Regions from separate parts of the Mus musculus genome. Here all the other regions are linked to region 1. A link is a contact called in public Hi-C, HiChIP or PLAC-seq and Micro-C data. All regions are on one chromosome and are shown on one strand. The core of a region is the stretch at or near the end of the contact, and the rest is flanking DNA. Distances in the headings are between cores, read along the strand shown. Region 1 has its middle 78 kb from the start of Gm34044. Region 2 has its middle 89 kb from the start of Gm33897. Region 3 has its middle 79 kb from the start of Gm46240. Region 4 has its middle 41 kb from the start of Gm46240. Region 5 overlaps Gm46240. Region 6 holds the start of 4930556N09Rik (RIKEN cDNA 4930556N09 gene).

What was found. Hi-C and Micro-C count contacts between places; a contact is called where the count stands out from the background. HiChIP or PLAC-seq counts read pairs in DNA pulled down with a chosen protein or histone mark.
Region 2: an H3K27ac HiChIP or PLAC-seq map of the NIH/3T3 cell line shows a contact between it and region 1, with 14 times the contacts expected there. The contact joins two enhancer-like sites. A contact is called at or near these places in 1 of 15 datasets of contacts at CTCF or cohesin (the NIH/3T3 cell line), 4 of 484 Hi-C or Micro-C datasets (the C2C12 cell line, bone marrow-derived macrophages, embryonic fibroblasts and 1 more), 8 of 115 datasets of contacts at active chromatin or transcription factors (the NIH/3T3 cell line, the SCID.adh cell line, astrocytes and 5 more) and 1 of 9 other capture datasets (embryonic stem cells).
Region 3: a Micro-C map of brown adipocytes shows a contact between it and region 1, with 7 times the contacts expected there. The contact joins two enhancer-like sites. A contact is called at or near these places in 1 of 15 datasets of contacts at CTCF or cohesin (the NIH/3T3 cell line), 15 of 484 Hi-C or Micro-C datasets (the 3T3-L1 cell line, 3T3-L1-derived adipocytes, brain and 10 more) and 4 of 115 datasets of contacts at active chromatin or transcription factors (bone marrow-derived macrophages, cardiomyocytes, embryonic limb bud and 1 more).
Region 4: a contact with region 1 is called in a Micro-C map of embryonic fibroblasts, with 5 times the contacts expected there. The contact joins two enhancer-like sites. A contact is called at or near these places in 11 of 39 promoter capture datasets (the 3T3-L1 cell line, 3T3-L1-derived adipocytes, cranial neural crest and 6 more), 2 of 15 datasets of contacts at CTCF or cohesin (large pre-B cells and pro-B cells), 7 of 484 Hi-C or Micro-C datasets (adipose-derived mesenchymal stem cells, bone marrow-derived macrophages, cerebellar granule neurons and 4 more) and 7 of 115 datasets of contacts at active chromatin or transcription factors (T-cell acute lymphoblastic leukemia, astrocytes, bone marrow-derived macrophages and 4 more).
Region 5: a contact with region 1 is called in a Hi-C map of bone marrow-derived macrophages, with 16 read pairs. The contact joins two enhancer-like sites. A contact is called at or near these places in 2 of 15 datasets of contacts at CTCF or cohesin (the NIH/3T3 cell line and large pre-B cells), 9 of 484 Hi-C or Micro-C datasets (3T3-L1-derived adipocytes, bone marrow-derived macrophages, embryonic stem cells and 4 more) and 6 of 115 datasets of contacts at active chromatin or transcription factors (the SCID.adh cell line, VIP interneurons, bone marrow-derived macrophages and 3 more).
Region 6: a Hi-C map of muscle stem cells shows a contact between it and region 1, with 1.5 times the contacts expected there. The contact joins the promoter of 4930556N09Rik here to the enhancer-like site in region 1. A contact is called at or near these places in 1 of 39 promoter capture datasets (the 3T3-L1 cell line) and 4 of 484 Hi-C or Micro-C datasets (3T3-L1-derived adipocytes, cerebellar granule neurons, muscle stem cells and 1 more).

What each region holds. Positions count from the first base shown.
Region 1 is chr10:97,311,972-97,315,874 of GRCm38.p6, reverse strand. No RefSeq gene overlaps it. Among named protein-coding and RNA genes, the nearest start is that of Gm34044, 78 kb to the right of the region's middle. Within about 2 kb of position 2,069, at least 387 of the 459 cell types and tissues checked have an H3K27ac peak or open chromatin away from gene starts, as enhancers often do. A contact at or near this core is called in 3T3-L1-derived adipocytes, the NIH/3T3 cell line, bone marrow-derived macrophages and 9 more, where this site is marked.
Region 2 is chr10:96,802,897-96,806,799 of GRCm38.p6, reverse strand. No RefSeq gene overlaps it. Among named protein-coding and RNA genes, the nearest start is that of Gm33897, 89 kb to the right of the region's middle. Within about 2 kb of position 2,244, at least 33 of the 459 cell types and tissues checked have an H3K27ac peak or open chromatin away from gene starts, as enhancers often do. A contact at or near this core is called in the NIH/3T3 cell line and neural tube, where this site is marked.
Region 3 is chr10:96,820,663-96,824,565 of GRCm38.p6, reverse strand. No RefSeq gene overlaps it. Among named protein-coding and RNA genes, the nearest start is that of Gm46240, 79 kb to the left of the region's middle. Within about 2 kb of position 2,050, at least 60 of the 459 cell types and tissues checked have an H3K27ac peak or open chromatin away from gene starts, as enhancers often do. A contact at or near this core is called in 3T3-L1-derived adipocytes, brown adipocytes, liver and 3 more, where this site is marked.
Region 4 is chr10:96,858,716-96,862,618 of GRCm38.p6, reverse strand. No RefSeq gene overlaps it. Among named protein-coding and RNA genes, the nearest start is that of Gm46240, 41 kb to the left of the region's middle. Within about 2 kb of position 2,133, at least 19 of the 459 cell types and tissues checked have an H3K27ac peak or open chromatin away from gene starts, as enhancers often do. A contact at or near this core is called in 3T3-L1-derived adipocytes and embryonic fibroblasts, where this site is marked.
Region 5 is chr10:96,907,843-96,911,745 of GRCm38.p6, reverse strand. All of the region lies in intron 1 of Gm46240, which reads right to left. Among named protein-coding and RNA genes, the nearest start is that of Gm46240, 8.5 kb to the right of the region's middle. Within about 2 kb of position 1,860, at least 12 of the 459 cell types and tissues checked have an H3K27ac peak or open chromatin away from gene starts, as enhancers often do. A contact at or near this core is called in bone marrow-derived macrophages and uterus, where this site is marked.
Region 6 is chr10:97,033,970-97,037,872 of GRCm38.p6, reverse strand. It overlaps 4930556N09Rik (RIKEN cDNA 4930556N09 gene), which reads right to left and starts at 2,105. Exons shown (of 5, transcript NR_045358.1): 1 at 2,049-2,105.

The DNA.
Region 1 (3,903 bases), core at 820-3,319:
AACTCCATTTCTTACCTGGTTAGTTTGGAACCTGGCAGCATCCAGTCCTTTTCTGCTTACCATTCTCATAGAGGCTCAGGCAAGGGACCTGCATATGTTTCTTCTCCCAGGAGAACTTCCATGGACAAGAAAATGTACACCAGGGTTGGATAAAACTTAACAAATGCTGGGTGGAGGGGTTAAATGTTATTTTCTTTAAAAAATAATAATATACCTATTTTATTCTAATAGTTTTTGCCTTTAGGGAGTTTATATATAAACCCAGAGACTGCGAGGTGAAGACACATTTAAAAAAATTGATATGATCGTTGTATATTTACTTTTAAACCAGACAAGCATATAATCAAACCAAACCACAAACAAACAAACAAACAACCCAAATCAAGGCACTTCCCAGATGATTAAGTCAAGAGCAAAATGACCCGGCCCAAAGAATGAGGGCCTAGCATCAAAAAAGTGTCATGGATTAATTTTTACTGGAGTTCAATGTGCTATATGCCACTGCCAAGAGAAAAGAATCTTGCCTGGTCTCAGTTTTTTTCAGATTCTTTGACTCTAATAAGAATGAATATTAAACTAAATTGTTAGCAGCTGGTTGCCTATCTAAACCTAGCAAAGTTCCTGGGAGCTATTATAGAGGTTTTAGAAAGCTGACCTAGTGTGCCTCACACAGTTGTTGGAAAGAGTGGCCTCTTTTCCAGGTGCATTGTTACAGTCGTTCAAATTCACCATCAGAAAAGCAGGGGACATTTCTCCCCAACAGTGAAATCTGCTAAGGCAAGGTACACACCTTCCCTACATCTTGACTGTTCTCCACAGTTCTGCTAGAACTTTTGTGTAAACTTTTCCTTATCCTTGGCTACTTTTGTTATGGAAGCCTCTCTCCTGAAGAACGCCTGCATCTTTGAATAGGATCCTAGCCATGTCTCCCAGGAGCCTTTGCGGGATTTCTGCACTTGCCTGACACCATGTTTAAATGACACTTTCGTGGTTTGCAACAAAAAATAACAGGCCTTTTTCAGGAGATGAACAAAGAACAACAAATAAAGTCATATCGCCAAGCTTGGATAAATAAATACTAGGCAAATCTACAATTTAAAAATCTCTTGTAAGAACCAGGGGAGATTCTTAACATCTTTCTTATTTAGGCCTCCACAACCCCCCCTTTCCTTTGCAGGAAATAGTTTCATTTTTCTGCCAATAAATTGCTTTGTGATATATATTTTGAGATCAACTTAGCTTTTTCTGCTTTTTGGCCTATTAAACGGAAGGCTCGGGGGTTGGGGGGTGAATCAAACTTTACAACCTGGTATTTTCACATCTGGCAACTTTTCGTTTCCTGGATATGTTAGATAATTTACAAACTATGTGTTTTGATGCCTTGTCACTTAAAGTGTATTTAGGGAGGTTAAAAAAAAAAAGTCCCCCACTGAACAATCGGTTGAATATGCTGCAAACCATGCTTTATCTAAATACCCCCACAAAAATACCCCACACTGAGTATTTATAATTTTAGATGCCACACATAAAGTGTATACATGTTGCAGTAATTATATACATATTGAATGCGGTAAGGGAGAAAGATGGATATTATTGTAACTCTCATTCAGTCACTGATGAAAATTTTGTCAACCCAAAATGAAAATCTACAAAAATCCCTTGTTAAAAGCACCTTCACACTCGTATTGAAACTGTGTGTGTGTGTGTGTGTGTGTGTGTGTGTGTGTGTGTGTGTTTAATACGTCCACACACTATGAAATGTTTTTGGATCAAGTCTGAATACAATATATTTTAGGCTTTCTCTTCCTAAAAGGGTAATACAGAGCTTGTGAAAACGCAGGTCCATTTCTGAGTTAGTTGTTTACGAAAAAGCACATGCTAATGTAACAGTGTATATGGAATTAAAGAGAAAATGTCAAACACGCCGTGACATCCAAAATACATTCAGCTGCTGCCTTTTACTATGGGGACTTTCATTCTGCCGCGGACTGCCTCCAAGACCCAGTGGTTTTGTGTGTTGGGTTAAAAATAGCCTGCCAAGCCTGACAACTAGATTCTGATTGGCCCGAAAGGGAGGCCGTTCAGCCAATGAGAGCGTCTGGGAACAAAAGCAATTCTTTTGTGTGTATGTGTGTGAGAGAGAGATGCTCAACCCACGTCAAAACAGCTTCGGGCTGTAGAAATGATTTGGGTAGAGATTTAACAAGGTAATAATGCATTTCAGCCCTCTGAAAGGTTTGAAGCGGAACAAAGCGGGGGGTGGGGTGAGGGGAGCCGGGAAATCTACAAAAGAAATGGAGCCAGAGCTCAGCTTCTACCGATGAATCATATGGGTGTTCGTGCTACAAGCAATACTCGTTTTCCTTCCCCCCACCTCCCTGAGACCTTTACTTACTTTTCAGGCATTTTCTCCTCCCAAACAGACAAAAGCCATCAAAGGCTTTTTACTAATGTGCAAGTTTGTTGTTGTGATTCGCTGGCAAGGAGAAAGGGACAAAACCCAACTACAAAACTCATTTCATTAAATGTCACAAAAAGAAAACAAAGACCCATGAGTTGTACGCCGTGAGTAGTGAAGATCCTGAAACTTTGAGCTTTAGATTGTGGGTATCAAACACAGCCCACACTCTCAAAGACAGTTCCGGGTCGCTCTCCAGATATGGAAAACAAAGAGGGACTTGATTAGAGACAGCTCTGGGTGCTCAAGGCCTTGCGAGCATCGGGCCGCCAGGGGTCGCTGTTGCACAGTCGACGAATCTCTTCCGCGGCGCTTTCCTGTGTGTCTTTAAGGAAAGAAATAGGATTTGATAGGTACTTCTAGCTTAGGACTAAAAAGGGGTTTGGGGGGGGGGGGTGAGGGGGCGCTGTCGCCGTTTGAAATCCTTAAGTACGGCTTATGATCAACACTATGGGACAAAGCAACCGAAAACACAATTTACTATACAGGGAATTTAGTGCCACGGAGGACAAATGTTGCTGCAATAACTTGGTATTGTGACTTAAGAGAGCTTTTCCTAAACCACGTCGCGATTTTAAATTAGATGAAAAGAGTGAGCACACAACGCTGTTACGGATACCTTATTGTCTCCAATATGTATATGCGAGTGACCTGTGTAATGTACCCAGCCAGACGTGTTTTGGCAAAACAATTCAGATAATACGTGGCTTACATATTAACCACAGAGGAAAGTGTCAGTTCAACACACTGTTTTCCTCTTGAGCGTAGATTTCACGGTACAGGACACATAAGCAAAACTTAAGAAACCTTTACTCCTGGTGTGGGTGTGGCATCTAAAATAACCCCGCTTCTGAGTAAAAGAGGAACAAACGTTTATAGTCTAATTGGGCATGATAAACTAACAATGCCCAAACATTTTCTGTTTGAGAAAAAGCATAACATATTTATTTGTGAAGTATTGTTCCAAAGTACATATTGGAGCCAGTAATGGACTTTTTTCCCCTGTTCATATTCATCTAGCAAACATACAAAACTGGAAGCGTCCTGTGCCTTTCTTTTTCTATGACACTCAATTATAATGCGTTGTACACAGCATATAAGGAACTAAAAGGCAAAGAATAAAACCTACTGATTAACTATATTTCCAAACAGCTACATTCCCAGAAGACTGTGTGTATGCCTGCCTGCACGTATTCAGCATTCGACAGCTCCAAAAACAAGGTCTATTCCCTTAAGGACTGTCATGAGTTTTATGAAGTTTGCTCAATCATGTTGGCCTAACAGCAGCTAGAGAAACTGATCATTTAGCCAGTAGGTATAATTGTCGTAGAGAGCCCAAGAGACTTAATAGAAATAGCATGAGGTGGTGTCAGTGGAAGAGTGTTGGGCCACCGTATGTATACTGCCTTATTCCATGCATTGGCTGAGTTCCTTACTTGCTCAAA
Region 2 (3,903 bases), core at 995-3,494, 510 kb after region 1:
TCCTCTCCTTAGTCATCTGTTAGTCAGGCCACGCTTGCCAGCCCCTTTCCTTCTCCTTTGGCACGAACATCTTCAGTTTCATCTTTGTCTGTGGTATATGTGGTGTAAAGTTGAAATGTATTTTGGACCTTGGTTACATTCTGCTTCACACACACTAAATCCATGTCTCCCTGTAACAGTTAAAATGAACACAGTTGCGACTGGAGAGATGGCTCAGCAGCTGACTACAGTTGTTACTTCTATAGAGGAGTGGAGTTTAGCACACAGTTCAGTTGATAAAACATTCTGTAACTCCCGCTCCAGGTGAGCATACATTCTCCTCTGGCTTCTAAGTCCTCATATATGCACACTTCACACATTCAGAGAGATACACGTGTACATAAATAAATAATAAACATCTTTTTTTTTAATTAACAGTTTTCATTTCTGGATCGATATAAATTGAACACTCTATTGATTCAAAAATTTGTGTATACTATTTCTTTTTAAATTTGTAATATTTATTGATTGATTTATTGACTGGTTTATTTATGTGATAGAGTAAGGCATGTCCCACAGCATATGTGTCAGTCAGAGAAAACCTCGTGGGAGTTCATTCTCTTGTTCTATTCTGTGGGTTACAGGGTTGAGCTTCTGTCCTCAGACCTAGCATCAAGCACCTTTATCCACTGGGACATCTCACTGGCCCCATTCTTGGTACTTTGAGAAAAGGTTTTCATCTGTATATTCTTCTATTTCCATTTAAATGCAAAATTTCCATTGTGTTTACGTAAGCAACTCAAATCATTGACATAGGAAGCAGTTCAGAGAGTATGGAAGTACGAATGAGGGATGTCTTCACAGATCACAATGTAATCTGTTCTATGCAGATGAACTCAACTTTTCACACCATCAGGATTTCATCACAAAAGATGGGCCTGCCTGAGATACTGCTCATGAAAAGTCAATAACTGCTTTTAAAACAAACATAATTCTGACTTTTGGGAAAAGCCCATCTATCTTTGTGGGCCTTTTTCTTCAAAGTAGCTTCTAATAATTGCAGATGAGTGTGTTTATTCCTTCAGTGAGGCACGTGTATTGCTTCTTAACATCTTCTAGGAGAAAGATTGGCAAGTTAGAGGAGATGAGTAGAATTATCTTCAAAATTTGTTTCATTTCTCATCTTTGTTTTTTGCTCTTTGAGTAATGCAAGTATGGAAAAAGTAGCATTTTGTATGTTAAAGCAGAGAGGATTTTAGAGCAGAAACCTAGCCCTGCTGTAAATTACAACACTTCAGGATTGCATGTTCCACATAATGAAGGACAAGAAAGGTTTTTTAATGAGTGTTCTAAAAGGGCATCACTCATAGCAATGACGGAGCTAGCCGTTTCATTACTGGTCTCATTAGTTCACATGAGTAATTTGAAGGATTATTCTCTGTTAATGTCAGAGAAGGAAACTGAGAGGCTTCGAAATGATACCAAGACACACAACATAAGGATTTTACCCTCTTGTTCCTGAGTGACCATTGGTTCATAAATCCAGCTAAGCCACCGAAAAAGTTTTCATCTAAGCTGAATACTCCATAAGACCACATACGAGAGATATTATTAAACTAAAAGACCTGATGTCTTAGGCCTCTTAATATATCTCCTCCCCGATTTTATGTTCCAGCTCCCAAGACTTTTGTATCCTATTTTGGGGTGCTGGAAATACCTTCAGCTTAGTGTCATATTTTTGCCTGAGTCCGATAATTTATTCCTAACTATACATGCTTCTCTCTGGTTGTTTAAAAAAATATTTTGATAAATGGATGTAGAAAAAAAAAAGAGAAACAGAAAAAGAATGTCTTATGTCTACAAGTAAGTCAAAGCTCTGAATCTCCCAGATGATACAGTGACTATCTGCTAGGGCACGCAGTGGTCTCATTTTATGGCTCCTCTCACAATTAGTTGTGTTCGGTGACTTCAGCACTATGTCAAACTATATGTCATGACAAAGATGGTTCAGAATTTACCGTGATTTGCTTCTAGAAGACAGTGTACCTTACAAATGAAAGAAAATGATCCTACATCATCAGAATGTAAAGAGAGCTGGCCAAGGGAAAAGCACTCTCCTAGCCCCTCGAGGGAATATTTGCTAAGCCCAGAATAACCAAACTAAAACCTTTTTTTTTTCCAAAGAGGTCAGAGTCCAGCGGAGAAATGGGAATGAATATAAATCATGATTATACAAAGCCTGGCTTATGTGGCAGAAACACTGTCTAAACAGTGATTCATTCTGACAGGGGTAGGGGTTGAGAAAAGCTTCCCAGAAGGAAGTAACATTGACTTTGGCCTCAGAGGATCAATTAAGCAGAGAAAAGAAAAAGACCCTGAAGGCTGGGATTGGCCCTTGGCAATAAAGATGCAGACTCTGGACGAAAAAAGTCGGACAGTATTTAAATGGCAAAACTTTATTTTTTTTTTAATATGGGTGAAACATGGCGATGTAGAGGCATGTGCCCAAATGAAAGGAAATGGTGAGACAAGACCCTGAGAGTCTGAGTAACTGATGGCAATAAAACTCTATTATTTAATAATAGATGCAGTAAGCCGGGAAAACCGGTTTCTTTGTGTTTAGCTAGGATGTTGCTGGTGATGGTATCTAAGCACCAGGAGGCTAACAGGAGGCTGCAGGCAAACCAGTGAGAACCCATTTGCAACTGTTTAGGGAAAAGCAAATGAGGAAAAAGCAAAAGCAGAGCCTGATTGTCTGAGAGACAGTGGGGAGAGGGGACATGAAATTGCTCAAGAAATTTGGAGGAGTCTTACCTATGAGATTTAATGATGGACCGAATAGAGGGAGGGAGGAAAAGGTCAACTACAAACTCTGAGAATGACCACAAGACATGAAAGTGGGTGGAGAGGCTAATCGTGAAAAAGACAGGATTAACAGAGATGGGAGGGGGGACAAGAGAGTGATTGAGATACAGATGATGAAAACATATGTACATGCATGGCTGGATCATAAAAAAACTCATTAATATATGCTAACAAACACTAGTATGCATAATGCAAGCATATTGTGGAAGAGTGACCTTCCCTAGTTTCCTGGTTGACTGGCTGGATCTGAGGTAGACATGTTCACCATTGTGACTTAAAAACTCCCTCAGTCTGTATGTCTCCACCACCTATCTTTAGATGTCCTAGCCCTCTAAAGCTTGAGAGAAGGCCTTTTGGAGTTAACAGAAACCACCTCTCCTGTGCACAGCATTCTATTCTTCCCTGTAGCTGCCAGGGGTGTTTTCGGCACCACACCCATCACAGCAGACCTGAAGAGCACTTGGCATTATCTGTTCAACTCTTCATCAGAAGTTTAAGTAATATCTCCCACAAACATCCCATGACATATACTATCCATTCCTCCCTCTGTGGTCTCTTTTATTGACCCAGATGTTATGATCCATGATATCTAGATTGCTACAGATAACAATACAATGTTATTCAGAAGTGGCTAATTAAAGATAAAAGAAAATGAATTAAAATATTGCTAGTAGTAGAATCTGGGAGAAAAAACATATACAGAAGTTTATCTTGCAATTCTCTCTTCTTATGTGCATATTTAAATATAAAATAAATGAAGAACTTAGGAATAAGAAAATTACCACATGGACAAGGTCAAACCCCATACTAAATCCAACAATAAATACTGTTGAATCTATGCAACAGCATAGATTTATTAAAATACATCAGTTTATCGTTAAAAATATATTTTATACTTGTTAGTTGAGAATTTCATACAACCATAGGATGTGTTTGGTCAAATTCACTCCCAGTCTCACCTTACCATCTCCCCCACCAAGACTCTCTCTCTCTCAACTGTATGTGCTTATTTTTTAACCCAACATTAGTTGAATTAATGTTGTCAGATGTGCATGAGTA
Region 3 (3,903 bases), core at 801-3,300, 490 kb after region 1:
CCTAGTACCAATGCAATGGATGCCAAGCACTGAAATGTCTTAGATCAAACCCAAGCAGGAGTTGCGCCCAGTCGTTTAGGACCATAATACTAGCTGACTAAGGTGCTGCTGCTCCGATTAGAATTGGAGCTCTCCATTTTGATTAAACCTCTTCAAAAAAAAAAAAATCCCAAATCATGCCCAGAGGTGTATGTGGCGATTCCAAATCCTGTCGAGTTGACGATGAAGACTAACAACACATAGACTGATGATCAAGTTCACAGTATAAGTTGTCTCCATTGAACTTCTTCTTTTCTAGGAGGAACAATGATTTCCTTTTGACTTGCCAACACATAATCTAGTGTGACTTTTGACTTTCTGTCAATGGGATCTCCTACCTGCCCATTTACTTAAGCTTCAAAAGCTTAAAACTCTAGGCTAGACAGGATTAGTATGTGGTATTGCACCAGACCAGTGAACTCCCTTAAGGGCCTTAGACGTTTGAGAAATGCCATGGAATCCCCTGAACTTGTAACTTGAACCAATGTTAAGTGGTCTGAGGATAGGAAGAAGCCAAGGATCTGAGAAAGGGAAGCTCCAAGAATCCATATCTGATATCACCAGGGCATGGATAAGGCTGTCAACATCATTGGAAAACTTAAACATCCCAGAAGACCTAGCTAATATAGTCCGTACAGATACAGCAAAGGCGAACGCCACCCAGAGGTAATAACGACCAAGCTTGTGCATTCCAATGGCATGACTTCCGGGAAGGCTGAGGGGGTTCAGACCTGAAACAGCTCCCTGCTTATCCTCATAGGTGATTTGACTTTAAATGACTTTAGGCTCCAAAAGGAACTACAAGTTTGAATTCCCTGTTGTGATTCAAGCCAGAAAAGAACATATTACCTTTCAATGACAGGTTTAAGAGGTTTTCAAGCTCAGCAGAAACAGTGTCACTGGAGCCAAGCAGAACTCAGCCATAGACAGTGCGAATCTGTATTTCTGAACAGCTGACGTGTGGCTATTTCAAAAACCTTACACCAATAATCTTCTGTGTAGATGCCCTGACACGCTGCTCTCGGAACTTTCCAGAACTGACTCATAATTAGCCATCATGGTCTGTTCAACCAAGAAGGAGGGATAACTTTATCTCACTTTAAGAATCTGAGTTGATGTTCTTCCTTATCATGTAAATGTCTTTAATGAGTCACTTATTGATATAAACACTTTGTATGGTGTTCTTAGGATTTGCCCAAACCCATCCTTCCTCGTAACTCGTTAGAATGTAAAATTGTTGAACCACTAGAGAAAAAACAAAGTTTCATGGTTCCCTCACTAAAGTTAAACAAGGATCTTTTTTTTTTTCCCGAACCATATGACCCTCCAATTCCACTCCTAGTCACACCAAAAATCATTGGAAACAGATGTTCAAATAAAACCTAGGGCACAAACAGCCATAACAGCAACTTTCAGGGTAATAACCTGCAGGTGGAAATGACCCTAATGCACATCAACAGATGAATGGATATAAAAAAAAAATGTGGCCTGCCCACACAGTAGAATATTATTCAACTACTAAAAGGAAGGAATGCATGAAGGAGGTGCATGCCACAGACAAATCAACTGGAACTCATACCTCACATGAATGAAGCAGACACAAAAAGTTGGAGGTTGTATAGTTTAATGTATTTGAAATTTTCAAAATAGGCAGATCTATAAAGATGGCAAGATTAGGGGTTTCCAGGAACTAGGGCAAAGGAGGAGTTAAAATTGATTGCTTAGTGAATAACAAGCTTGTAAAGAAACAAACAGTTCCAGAAGCAATTGTGGGGGGGAGATACCACCACAATTTCCTGCATGTGTTTATTGCCTCTGACTTCTTACAATGGTGAAAAATGACAAGCCTTGCCTGTCACTTTATACAATGAATGGATACCTATCTTATTTCCCAAGAACCTCTCTTGGGCCCATGGAAATTTTTCTGCAGTACTAACTGAAATGGGTCAACGGTTTTCCCTCGTGGGAAGGAACCCAAGTCTCTGATTGCACCGAGCAAAACTGGTCAGCTGTTTTACAAGGAAAACAGCTGGCACTGAAGCCTGTGCTCTTTAAAGAGCTGCTAGCTGAGCCTCTTCCCCAGGGTGAATTCAAGCTGAAGAGCTGTGATTCTGAGCCAGGTTTGCGTGGGCCACACCCAGCTACTAATAAGTTGTTCCCAACTCTACAGGCCTCATCTTAATAACTAGCTCTTCTCCTACCTTGGAAGTTCCCATAATCATGTGGCCACTCAAATGAGAAGAGCAGAAACCACTGACAATTTGGAGACGAGACAGAGTCCAGAAAAGGAAGCAAAGTCATGAAAATATAAATTTAGCTTGAGGTGTTCCATGAACACAAGGCAGAGGCTTAGAATTGGGGCTTGTTCTAAATGTCCAAACGGAGAAAATAGTGGTGTCTCTGGAACAGAGCCATGTGGGTAAAGCAGTTTCTAGAGCAGAGGCCAGACTCTGGTGTCCTGGATACATGGGAATTTATGACAATATTTGAAAACTTTTGCAACTTATGAGGAGACTTTGGCCTAGCTGGAGACAACTAGTCAGATGAACTGTCTGTGACCTAAAGATGACAAAGCAAGCTGCAAGTAGAGAAAGTTGGAAGTGACAGTTTCCTCTGTCCTGGAAATGCCAGTTAGGAATACTAGCTTTTAAGGTAGAGGTCAGTCTTGAGACACCAGGAGAAAAGGGAAGGTAGGCAGGAGCCAAGCCTTGTAATAATAATAATAATAATAATAATAATAATAATAATAACAATAACAATAACAATAATAATAACTCAAAGTCTTGATGTGACAGTTTTAAGCAGGAAAAATTACATCGTATGATTTAGGTTAATGAAATACTATTCTCTGGTGGCACTGCAGAAGATGGACAGGCGGAAGGAATCTTGGAGCAAAACCAGGAACATTGCCAGGGCAATAGTGACTCTCAAATGTTGCTGGTACAGACCAATGAGGATAAGAATGTAATCTAGGCAATTCTATTCTGTTGGATAAAATGTAGGGAAGGGGAGCACATGGCGGAGTAAAGACTTACTTCTAGTTCAAGCCAAAGGTCATAGCGTCTGATATGTTCTGCTACGATAAACAAAGCCAGTGTACGCCCTGTAGAACGTCTAGTGAGGTTTGCCCAGTGGTTGCCTCTAAGGTCATATTAACCATCCAGATGTGCTAGTCCAGATGTGCTAGTCCAGATGTGCTGGTGGCATATATTCAGTTTCTTCTTCCTTTAAAATTTTCTCACTTTTATTTTATCCAACATATAAAAGCATGTGGGAACGAGTTTCCATACTGTGCATTAATCCGCGACTACATTGTGTGATGTGTGATGTTTAGATCCGTTTTAATGCATCTTCTCAAACATTGGTCATTTCTTGATGATGAGAAGCTTCAAACTTGCTTTGTGCAGTGTTTCGAAATGCTCGGCCTAGTGCAAACACAGCCACCCTCCCAGTGGGTCTTACACCCATACAACTAACCATAACATGGGTTTCCTATATCTCTGCCTATGTAAAGAGTAGGTAGCACACTAGATTGTGTGTCTTGACGGGCAGTGAGGCATAACATTTATTCTTATATGCATTGGCCCTTCTCTTCTGTGTGGTTGCATATTGTTTGTCTGTCTTGCTGCTTTGTGAAATCTGGTGACTGACACCTGGAAAACTTTGGGCATCCTTCAACATTCTTGGCACTTGCTGTCTGTACCTTGGACTACTTGTTGCCTGACCCTACCTGCCCTTGAGGCTTGGAGGTGAGGTAGCCTGGAATCAAAGACACAGACTCCAGGAGCAGGTGAAAGCTTGTCTGAACACTGTTGCAAGGTCCATAAATACCTTCCACCTGTGCCCATGGGTCCCAAGAAAGCA
Region 4 (3,903 bases), core at 884-3,383, 450 kb after region 1:
CCCACTTTGAGAAAACCAAGGGGATATAAGCATAGAAATGTACTGACTTCCAATGAACTGTATGTTGTTTTAAAACAATATTCTTAGCCAGTTTGACATGAAATATGACATCTTGCATGCGCCCTTCCTAATGAACAGCACACCACCATCTATCTGTCACCTACTTGGATCATTTCTTCCTTTTTCTCCACAGCCTTTGTGTCAAGCCTTGAACTGTGTCAAACTGGTCTCACAAGAGTCATCAGGTGCCGTGATATTTTTCCTTTTATATGAATTATTTAAATAAAACATTAAAAGCTAAACATTGTTTTCAAAATTCTAAAAAAGAAAAAAACATTAATATTCACATACACATACAGATGCAAAATGCAGACGGAAAAGACTTTAATCAGACTCATGCTGAGACCGGTGCAAAGTGTTAGGCTGACAAGAGACTATTTTTCTAAATTTTATCTAATGCTTTTTATGAAAAGCTTTTAAAAGACCCATTCTTTCTAAATCTGAAGAATGAATAATTACCGTATTTTTGAGAACATGTAACCCAAGCACACAAATCTGTTCAGAGATTGTAAAACAATAGAAACATTATTTTGTTCATTTTTGTTTGTATATATCTCAAACCTACTTTTAAAAGATTGTTTCGTATCTTATGTTTGAAGGCTTGACTTAATATCGCGGCTTCTGAAAATGAAACATAGTCTTTAAATCTCAGCCCCAAATTGAGAAATTATTCTGAAATACAGTAAGTATAACAGTCTCAGATAAGTTCATTCCCATCCAATAAATAGCACCTTAGAGTTAGGAGTATATGTGCGGGGAAGTAGTTTTAAATGTCTCAGATGTCTGCCTTAAAAACTGAGATCCCTTCATTATTTTCATTTTAATCTAAACAAATGTACCCTGGCATACAATAGACCTCAGACAGCACACTACCATTTTGTGGGTTAGATATTATGGAATTTACATAATGTCTGCCAGGTCTCCCTTATGAAAGATTTCTAGAAAGAGGGCTTTGGTCAAACCGACAACATCTGTGTTTAACCCTTTCTCTGTGGGAGAACCGTTTGCCTGTTTGCACTTATCTGGCCATCTTATCAAATTTGTAAAAGCCTTTTTTTAATTTCATATAAATTTTTGCTCATACAATATATTTTGATCATTCTTTCCCCACCCCCAACTCCCCCTAGATCCTCCTCTCGGTCCCTACCCACCCAAATTTCTGCTGCTCATTGGATTCTCCATTGGAGAAAACTGACCTTTCCCTTTCTCATCAGGTATCAGTTGCAGATTGCATCTTGGTTAGGGATGGGACTTTATGTCTTCTTCCCTTTATCAGTGCTAGGATTCTGTCTGGTTTGAACCTGTGTGGACCATGAGCATGCTGTGACAGTCTCTGTGTGTTCATATGTTCATCAGCCCAGATGTGTCTGGATCATGCTGGTTTCTTAGAATCACCCACCATCCTCTGGGTCTTCATAGTCTACCTGCCTTCTCTCCTGCACAGATCCCTGAACCTTGAGGAGAGAAGTTTGATAAAACACCCTATTTAAGGCTGAGTTAAACTCCAATTTTTAAAACTATCCCATTTGACTACCCCATTATTTTAGAAACCACATTCATACCATTGGAAACGTAGAATCATCAAGATTTTCAAGCTCCACTTGGACATAGTTGGCAAATAGGTAAGCCAGTTTGTAACAAAAGCATTGTAAAGCAAAGACTTCCTATGACTTGCTTTCTAGATTCTAAACAAACAAGAGCCAGAAATGGTTGGCCTCTTCTAGGCTAAGCCCCAAGTGGATGCATTCCATATAAAGGACTATGTGGCTTCTGTGTGTTCTAAGAAAGTCAAATGGGTCGTATTCTCAGTATCTAGGACTACTGCCCACTAGATGCCTCCCAGACCATAAATGTAAAGGAGCAATCACACCAGATTTCCTGAACTGGAATACTGATTAGATTGCTGAATGATTGGATATTTTTCATGGTCATCTGGTAGTATTGTTTATTTAGCCTTGACCTATTTAGTCCCTGAATGCAAGGAAATTTTAGACACAGAGTGACTCATTCAAGCAAGAAAGTACTGTAAAAGGCAAATACCAGCACGGATCTAAAAATACCATCTGGGTTTGGGCTTCATGCAATAAACAGCCCTAGTTCCTATCCTTGATCTCTGAGAACAGAGGGAAGGACCTCTTACAGCCTTGATATTCAAAGGTTTTTCCAAAACATCAGCTACCTAGCTTTAGAGTCATTTACTCCGGCAGACTCAATGAAATATTCTGTGATGTTTCTTATTTTCAAGAATCCAGTAGAGGGGGTTTCTGGACATAGAATATCTGTTAACACACACACACACACACACATACACACACACACACACACACACACACACACACACACACACAAGCTAGAATTTGCCAAAGGAAATGTACTGCTTTCAACTCTGCTCTGAACATCATTAAATGTCTAATCCTTAAGGCCTACTTACTATATGTCATTCTGGACATCCTGATATGTTTTTAGTTGGGAGCATGTACTATAGATACTCAAGCTAAGTTCTAAAACTTTCTCAAGAAAGAAAAATTTCTAGAAATATATATATATATTTGAACTAAACCCAAGATTCAGAAATCAGTTGTAGAAATATAAAAGCATGGTCAGGCCTATCACAATACCCAACTCCTGGTACCAACTACTGTCTTGGGTTTCCATTGCTTTGAAGAGACACCATGACCAAAGCAGCTCTTATAAAGGACAACATTTAATTACGGCTTTTTTACAGGTTCAGAGGTTCAGTCTGTTATCATCAAGCCAGGAGCATTGCAGTTTCCAGGCAGGCAAGGCACAGGAGGAGCTGAGTTACCCAGGGACAGACTATCTTCCAGGTGACTAGGAGGAGGGTCTCAAAGGCCACCCCCACAGTGGAACATGTCCCCCAACAAGGCCACATGACCTAATGCCACTCCCTGGGCCAAGCATATTCCAGCCACCACAGAGACCTTTGGTATCTCCCCCACCCCGCCCCAAACTAAGCATCCAAATTTAATTCAAAGGGGAAAAGGGAAAAGTCAGCCTATCCTTCTAATGTCTATGAGCAGAATGATGAAGATTATAATGGGAAATAAAAGATGGAACGTTTATGTTCTCATTGACCGTGAGTTAACCTTGAAACTATTAATTTTCAAAGGGAAATTATGAGAAAGTTAAAAGGCAGAAAAAAATATCATCTATATATTAGGTAAGGAGTAAATTTTTCCAAAGCTCCATATGTAAGTGCTGGCAAGGTAACTGTATTATAAAACACTTGTCCACTACATGCTAAAACCTAGAATCAATCCTACAGTGTATTCTTCCCTCCTATATTTTTAGCTTTTTTTTTTAAGTAAAAGGACATGTATTGAAAGACTTTTTTGGGAAAGAAACAAGATGGCAGGCAGGAACAGTTCTTTGCATAATGCAGACTCTAGGTAAATATTACTTTCTCCTTCAGAAAACATAGGGGACATTGAAGAATTTATATATCATTGAAATATAAGGAGTTGACATTGTGCTGAATAACTAAAATTAATATCATAAAGGATGATTGTGAGCCAAGAAATGCTAAAATATTACAACAGTTTTACTATCTATTCCCAAAACTCAACTATTCATTTATTTTAGGGGAGATAATCTATATTGATTGGAAAAATTATAGGTAATTCCATATTGGTTTATATTTTGGAATACATTACTGTTTTAAATCTTGTAATTCCTAGCATGAAGTTAACTGCAGACAGCACAAATGATCATATTATGTGTTACATTTCTAATAGTTTTTATGCTTTTTGTTAATGAATGATTTTTTTTCAAATGTAGACATAAGAACATAGCTCAAATCATTCATTAATTTCTCTATGTCCT
Region 5 (3,903 bases), core at 611-3,110, 400 kb after region 1:
GATTTCTTAGATAGCATATTTCATGATTATTTCATAAGAGGCACCCATGATAAATCCTCTGAGCTGCATCCTTGGAGAAATCAAAAGTAGCATTTATTATAGATTTGAAAATGGTGGTATCCTAGGAGATGATATAGCTGTATATCCCCAGAATTAAAAAGAACAATGTCTCATGTAAATGTCTATACCATACAGACAGAAGTCTTGATGTTGACAGCGGCTGTCATAAAACCCTACAGACAGAATTATTCAGATTTGAGGTCTCTGAGCCCAGCTGACACTAACTGGTGAACCATTCCCTTGGGTTCCTCAATATTTCCTGTCCCCTGCTCCTTCAGAGCCTGCTCTGTAAATCCCTGACTTAATGCCTCTGCCCTCACTGTAAGGAGCAGAGCCACCCTGAGCAATTATGTACACTTGCCCATGGGCAAGGACTTGAAGCATTGGATCCATAGAGATTTAGTCAAACCATTCCCCATATGGGCTAGGCTTAAAGGCACACCAAAACTTTCCCTGGGTGTTCAAGTTCAAGTGTTTATAGATCAGTAGATACATAAACTAGCAACTACAGCCCCCTCCTCCTCCAGCATATTTACAGTCTGAAACAGCTTACCTACAGAAACTTCCTACCAAGACTAAGCCCCAACTCATACCCCTTTGCTGCACTCAAAATATACCGAGGTTCTGAGTTCATAGCAGTAGTAAGTCCCATTCAGACCAAATGCATACACTCCAAGGGACCTCAGTCTTTCTGTATATGTCTCGGTGTGGCTATCCATTCTTCATTCCTTCACCAACGCTAAATCATGGTTTCAGGACTCAAGCTGTGCTGGTTGTGATATCTTCACCACTCCTGGTGAATGGAATTTTCTGGTCCAACAGTGGTGAGATGACTCAGTTGCTAAAGTACTTGGGGAAGTGGAAATAGGATCCCCCGGGGCTTAATGTACACCTAGTCTAATAGAATCAGTGAGCACTAGATACCACAGAAACCCTGCCTCAAAACTAAATAACCAGTTGGGTGGTAGTGGCACACACCTTTAATCTCAGCACTTGAGAAGCAGAGGCAGGCAGATTTTTGAATTTGAGGCCAGCCTGGTCTACAAAGTGAGTTCCAGGACAGCCAGGGCTATACAGAGAAACCCTGTCTCAAAAATAAATAAATAAAATAAATAAATAAATAAATAACCAAATGGAAAAATAAATAATGATTAAGTAAGGTGGACCATAATTGAGGAAGACACCTAATGTTGACCTCTGACCTCTATGCACACATGTGCACATGTACATATACACACAAAAATGGGAGAGCACAAAAGAGTTCCTTCTTGGTCTCTGTATTCTTATAGTGTGTTGTACTTACTTGCATCCTTCTGGAGGATTTATTTATTATCTTTTATAATTTATTTTTGTTATTTTTCAGTGTGTGTGTGTATGAGTCTATCTGTCTCTGTGTGTGTGTATCTGTGTCTTTGTCTCTGTCTGTCTCTGTCTCTCTGCCTGTCTCTCTGTCTCTGTCTCTGTCTCTCTCTCTCTCTCTCTCTCTCTCTTCCTCTCTCTCTTTCTCCTCCATCCACTGAATTTCCCTTTAGAGACCTTGTCTCATTTGTTCCTCTTTCTGTTCCTTTTCTTGCCTTCTTCCCCTTTCTTTGTCTTCCTATAAACCTCCCCGTTTCTCTGTCTCAAAGATCACTCCTAACAAGTATATGCATACTTAAGTGCATATGGATGGATATACCTTTCCAGACTTAAGGAGTATGTCCTTCTCTGTGACCCACAGTCTCTCCTCTCCATTCACCTCTTTACTGTCAAGCTTCTGCAAGATTCCCAACATATTTGTTAGCTCTGCTTGCTTAATAAGCACTCTGAAGCTCACCCTGCTGTGATCTGGTTTTTGTCCTCTGACTCCACCAGAAGGAATCTTGCAAACATCATCAAGGACATTTTTATTTCCAAGGATAATAGATGATTCCAAATTGCTATTTGATGTGACTGGGGGTTGCATTTGGCCCATCTGATTCTGTCCCTGTGCCTCTGTGTCTCTGTATCTCTCTCTCTCTCTGTGTATCTCTCTGCCTATCTCTCCCCCTCTCTCTGTCTCTCTCTCTCTTACACACACACTCACACAAACACACAGACACACAAATTGAGAATGTTTAACTCTACCTATGAAACAACATGACACATTGGAACTCATCGATGTCAGACCCTCTAGGTTTCCGTTCAGTTTGGTTTTCTTCCCCAGCCTTTGTTAGACTGCTATGTAAATGTTGGCGTATCCAGAACAAACTTGCAAATTCTTTTTCATGCTTCTAACAGAACTGCCAGTACGTTCAAACTTGGTCAGTCACAACTACTGCATTGTGTTCATAATTGCATTTCACAGAAGCCCTGAAACACTAAAGTTCAGTTCTCTAGCCCTGAGGACCTATAAAAAAGAATCAATGTAGTGAAAAAATAAATGTAACAACAACAACAACAACAAAACAACAACAATAATAATAATGATAATAGAATAAGTGTGGTGTCTGTAATTGATGATGTAGGTTTAAACATTGTCTATGTCATTAAGATGTGCTGCTTCTCAGGCTCTCCAACCAAGGCCACTGGTTGCTAACTGTAAAGAAAGTACCTTGCACTGTCAGGATGGTAGTTAACCCACATGTAGCTTGTTGTTGTTGACATTTGGACTAATGTAAACAGAGAGAAGTGACATGGGCTGGGTCAAAGAAGCCTGACCATCCAGAGCTGTCCATGTCATGGCAAGATGCTCTTTCATGCTTTGAAGACAAAGAAAAAATCAAGGACATAGTAGAAAGTCAAATGGCAGGCCTCATAGGAAGAAATCTGAATCATCCAACCTCATCTGGGGTACAGAGAATAGCTTTCACGAAATTCGGATGAAGATAACCAGGTCAGAACCTTGAAAGATTCTAGGGGGAAGATTTTAGGGGGAAGTTGTATAACCAGAATAATTGAGATAATTGAAAACTTAAGCTTACTAATTTCAGTGGGTCTCTCAGTGCCATTTAGACATCTAACCATATCTCTCCAAAAAGATTCAAATTTTACATTCTACAAGATACCTGGTCAATAAGCTCTTTCTTTTTCTCCCAACAGAAGCTGCAGCCTGTTCATCCATATCTATCCTGTTGTTTTTGTTAATGAAACTATAGAATTAATGTCCTATTCCTCCTATTCACTAGTCCCTCTCTCTGCACTGCACACACAATACCTTAATGAGTTGTTTTAGTTTGCTCATTTATGATTCAGTTGTCTCTTTTCCTTACTAGATTTTTTAAAATTAGCATTTAACAAATCTAGTGATTCTAGTAACCTTTTAAAACAAGGGGATATGTCATCTTTTCCCTTGCATATTCTCAGACAAATGACTCAAAAGTTTTTCAAGCCTACCCTTTTACGAATTCTTACCCTCTTCCACTCTGATGACTCTCAATTGTCCAGTCAGAATGGCCAACCTGGTGCTGAAGATAAGGACTGGTTGTGAGGCATGTTAGATTTCTCGGCAGTATTCAATTTTTCTAACCAGAGGTGCCCTTCCGCCTGTTCTCATAGCACATACTTTAGGCGACCTGTCTTGTATGAACTTTCCTCTTGCTTCCATGGTTTCCTTGTCATTCAGCCTTACCAACTTTACCTCTAATTACTGATGACATCATTTACATGAGCCTTAAAGAGAGACTATGACATTGTCAAACTTTCAAGGAAAACTCACTTTCAACTTAGAATTCGACATCCGTTCATGGTATTTAAAACTGTAAAAGCACACATATTTTCAGATGAACATGGATTCAAAACATAAATTCATTGAACTTGTTTTCAGTGGAGATACTGGAGCATTACCACTGAAGTGTGGAGGTAAAATAAAAACAAATGAGTAAG
Region 6 (3,903 bases), core at 856-3,355, 280 kb after region 1:
AATCAAACAAAACACAATGTATGAGATATGTCTACTCTCTGCAACCCATCAAATCTTTGAGTTGTCTCTGCCTGTACTGGAAAATCATTTCCTACAGTGACTTCCTGAAGGTCGGAAGCTTAGCTTCCACAGATCTCGAACACATTACAGGATCATGTTCAATAATTTTACTCCAGTAATTTGGCACCATATTCATGCTAAAGATAAAATACTACTAACAGCAAAATTTTTAGCAACTCTGAAAATGTCACTTTGTTCTCTTTTATCAACGCCCTTCAGAGAAATGAGCATACTGTCATCTGATATTCTAAAATGCTTTCTTCCTTTTTCTGCTCTTCATACTTCCTGCACTATATTGCGATTATGCTTTTATTTGTCTTATTCTCCCAGAAGAAAACATAATTAATGTTAAAATAATGGAATTTTATCACCCACGTGAAAGAAAGATCCTTGGTCACTTGCAGGAAAATAAATGGAAACAGAGATCACTGTGAAAAGAAGTTAGACTCACAAAAGTATCTCCTGCTTTCTCTCACATACTTTAGAGAGAATCTAGACCTAAAGAAGGAAAGGACATGAAAATAGATATATAACTATGCAGAAAGGAGGGAGGAAGGGGGAAGGAAGGAAAGAAGGAAGGAAAGAAGAAGGGAAGGAAGGAAGGATGGGGAGAGGGAGGGAGAGAAGGAGGAGGAGGAGAAGGAGAAGAAGAGAAGGAGGAGAAGGAGAAGGAGAAGGAGGAGAAGGAGAAGGAGAAGGAGGAGGAGGAGGAGAAGGAGAAGAAGAAGAGAAGGAGGAGAAGGAGAAGGAGAAGGAGGAGAAGGAGAAGAAGAAGAAGAAGAAGAAGAAGAAGAAGAAGAAGAAGAAGAAGAAGAAGAAGAAGAAGAAGAAGAAGAAGAAGAAGAAGAGAAGGAGGAGGAGGAGGAGGAGGAGGAGGAGGAGGAGGAGGAGGAGAAAGCAACAGTAGCAGCCAAGGAAGGCAGAATCAAGAGAGGGCAGTGAGGATGTATGATCAAGCTATGTTTATAGGCATCTATGAAAGTAACTTTTAATTAAGAGATGATCTTAGATTCTCTTTACTTCTGTATTCCCATTGCTAAAACTGTTACCTAAGATGTAATAGATTTTTGTAGGCTTTACAATGAATGAACGCGAGGACTGACTCTCTCTCCTACTCTGGGATCACCCATACTGACACACATTTCATATTTCTACTGGAATATCCATTAGGCATCCAGCTCTACAATCCACACAAAACGTTTCAGTTTTCTTTCCCTCAAAGCTTTTGATTTAATCTTTTCTTTTTCCTCTTAGGACACAGACATGTGATTACACACCTTTGCTGAGGCCAGAACTGTTCCCAGTACTTTCCTACAGGGTACTGTTCTTGGTCTCATAACTGCTCTACTGGCTGAGGGTTCTTCCCTGCCTGAAAAGCAATTCTTCGTAGAAAATGAGTGGAGGGACCCATGGCTCCAGCCACATATGTAGCGGAGGATGGCCTTATCAGGCATCAATGGGAGGAGAGGCCCTGAGGCCCCAGTGTAGGAGAATTTGAGGTCAGGGAGGTGGGAGTGGGTGGGTGGGTGGGTGGGTAGGGAGGAAGCAGGGGAAGGAGGAGGGATAAGGGGTTTAGAGGGCAGCGGGGAAGGGGACAGCATTTAAAATGTAAATAAAGAAAATATCCAACAAAAAAAGAAAGGAAAAGAAAATATCCAGTAAAAATAATTTAGACAAAAAAAAAAAAAAGAAAGAAAAGAAAAGAAAAGAAAAGAAAAGAAAAGAAAAGAAAAGAAGTTCTTCAAATGCTGGATTTTAACAGCTCTCATTTGACAACAGTGAGCAGTGGCCGTAGGCTGTCAGAAGCAACCCCAAGTAACTCTCTCTAGTGTCCCTCAGTGGCACAGGTATCAGGATCCCTTGTCAATAGCTGAAGTTTCAGCTCTCAGCCTGGGATCTAAGACCCTCGACCCTGCTGTCTTGAGTGCTCTCTGGAACAATCGTGCAGGCCATCCTCTCCAGCTCCTTGCAGTCTTTTGTCAGCTCACCATGGTCTTTGCTACCTTTTTACTTCAACTCTCCGTCTCCATGGCTATCCCGGAACTGCTCAGCTAGCTGCTGCTTCCGGTTGTCAGGCTTGCTGGCTGCTTAGCCCCTTCCATAACTCGCTGGCAGCTGCGGGGATGACTTGAGATAAGTACTCCTGCTACAAATGTGTTTGGCTGTGAGACAGGGAAATCGCTACCCTTGAAAACCTGAGCCTCCAGCGGATCTTTGGAAACTGGGAAACCTAAGCTTAGCCAGGATGACTCAAGTCATTTGCTAAGGATGGGAGCTCGGAGTGTAGACGGTGTCGTTGCACACGATCCATCACCAGAACATGCTGTTTGATCAGACTCTGTGCTGGGAAGCCGGGAACAGAGTTGGGAAACAGGCCAGACACAAGGGCACTGTTCAGAAGTCCAGCATATGGAATTGGCAGACGGGCAAGAGCCACTGGGGCACCTCTGAAGCTTCAGGGTCTTGCTTAGCTGTCACCTCTTTTGCCATTGCCTCTCTTATCTCTGCTGGTTTTTTTCCTTTGTTCATCCAGCTCAACTGAACTTCAAAAGCAGGTAAGAAACATCACTTGACAGAAGCCTTCATTAGGACTGATGGAGGGACAGCAGAGCGCAAGAAAGAACTGCCAGCAGACTTCATGCCTGAGTCAGCCCAAACTTACTGCTTAGATGGCCCAGGAGGGTGTTTGGACCAACCACAGCCACTTGTTTGAAGCATTCAAAGCCACTTAGCACCAGTTGCAGAAGTCTCTCTCCACAGGTGGAAGTGTCTTTCCTGCTCAAATTGCAAGGTCACCCAGCGTTCATCAGGGCTTGTGACAGTGGGAGAGTCATCTGCCACAAACTGCTTCCAATAGACCTGGCTCTGCTGTGCTTTCCAGAGCCGGGGCAATCAGCTATGGTTCCACACAGTTGTCTCAAGGGACGCGCATTGTTCAAGATGGGAGATGCTGGCCTCAAGATGATCCAGTTGGCTGTTAGGTTGACAATCTTTTGCTACAGGCAATTCAGACAGCAAGAAAGCTCAATATCTGGTAACTTTATGCCGGATTTCAACATCTAGCATATTTACAAGAAAAAAACCACCACCACCAACATCAGCAGAGCTTACAAATCTGTATTAGAAAAACACTGGCAAAATCTTGATAGTTTTATAACAAACACCTGCCCAGCGCCCCAAGGACGTCATATGCAGTCACCTGCATGACCTCAGGGTTGACCGGTCTGTTTCTGTTTTTTCCAGCCTGTATCTCTGTATGCTTCAGCTACCCTGGCCTCAGAGCTCCTGGGACCCAGTTTATTCCATCATGCTACTTTATTCACGAGCTGTTTCCTTCACATAAACTATTTTCCCTGGAAATCTGCTTGTGTAATATCCCTTTATGTCACTACGGTTTCAACTTTCATCCAATCCATGTTAACGCATTTCAGAGCTCCTAGCATAAATCATACCAAGATTAGTCTGTATAACACCTAGCTCCCTGTTTCTTACATTAGAAGATTGCAGTGAATTTATTCAATCTCATACTTACCTACCTGCTTTCTTACTCTGGTCTTTATTTTAAAGTGTTTAATTTCTTTCATTAATGTTAAAGGCCTTTAGTAGGTCCTTGCACATAAAATACTTTCAGCAAAGGGTATTTAAGAACAAAGAAAAAAAATTCCATGAATTTATAAATAGGTGTGTGAAGGAATGCATAAAATATTTTAATTTCTGGAAATGTATACTACTTTGATTATGTCAGTACTAATATGAAATATTTATTTTATGGTCCTTGAGCGCTCCACTTTTACAGCTTTTATATAGCTACTATAATTAATATTTTTATTAAAAAACCTATGT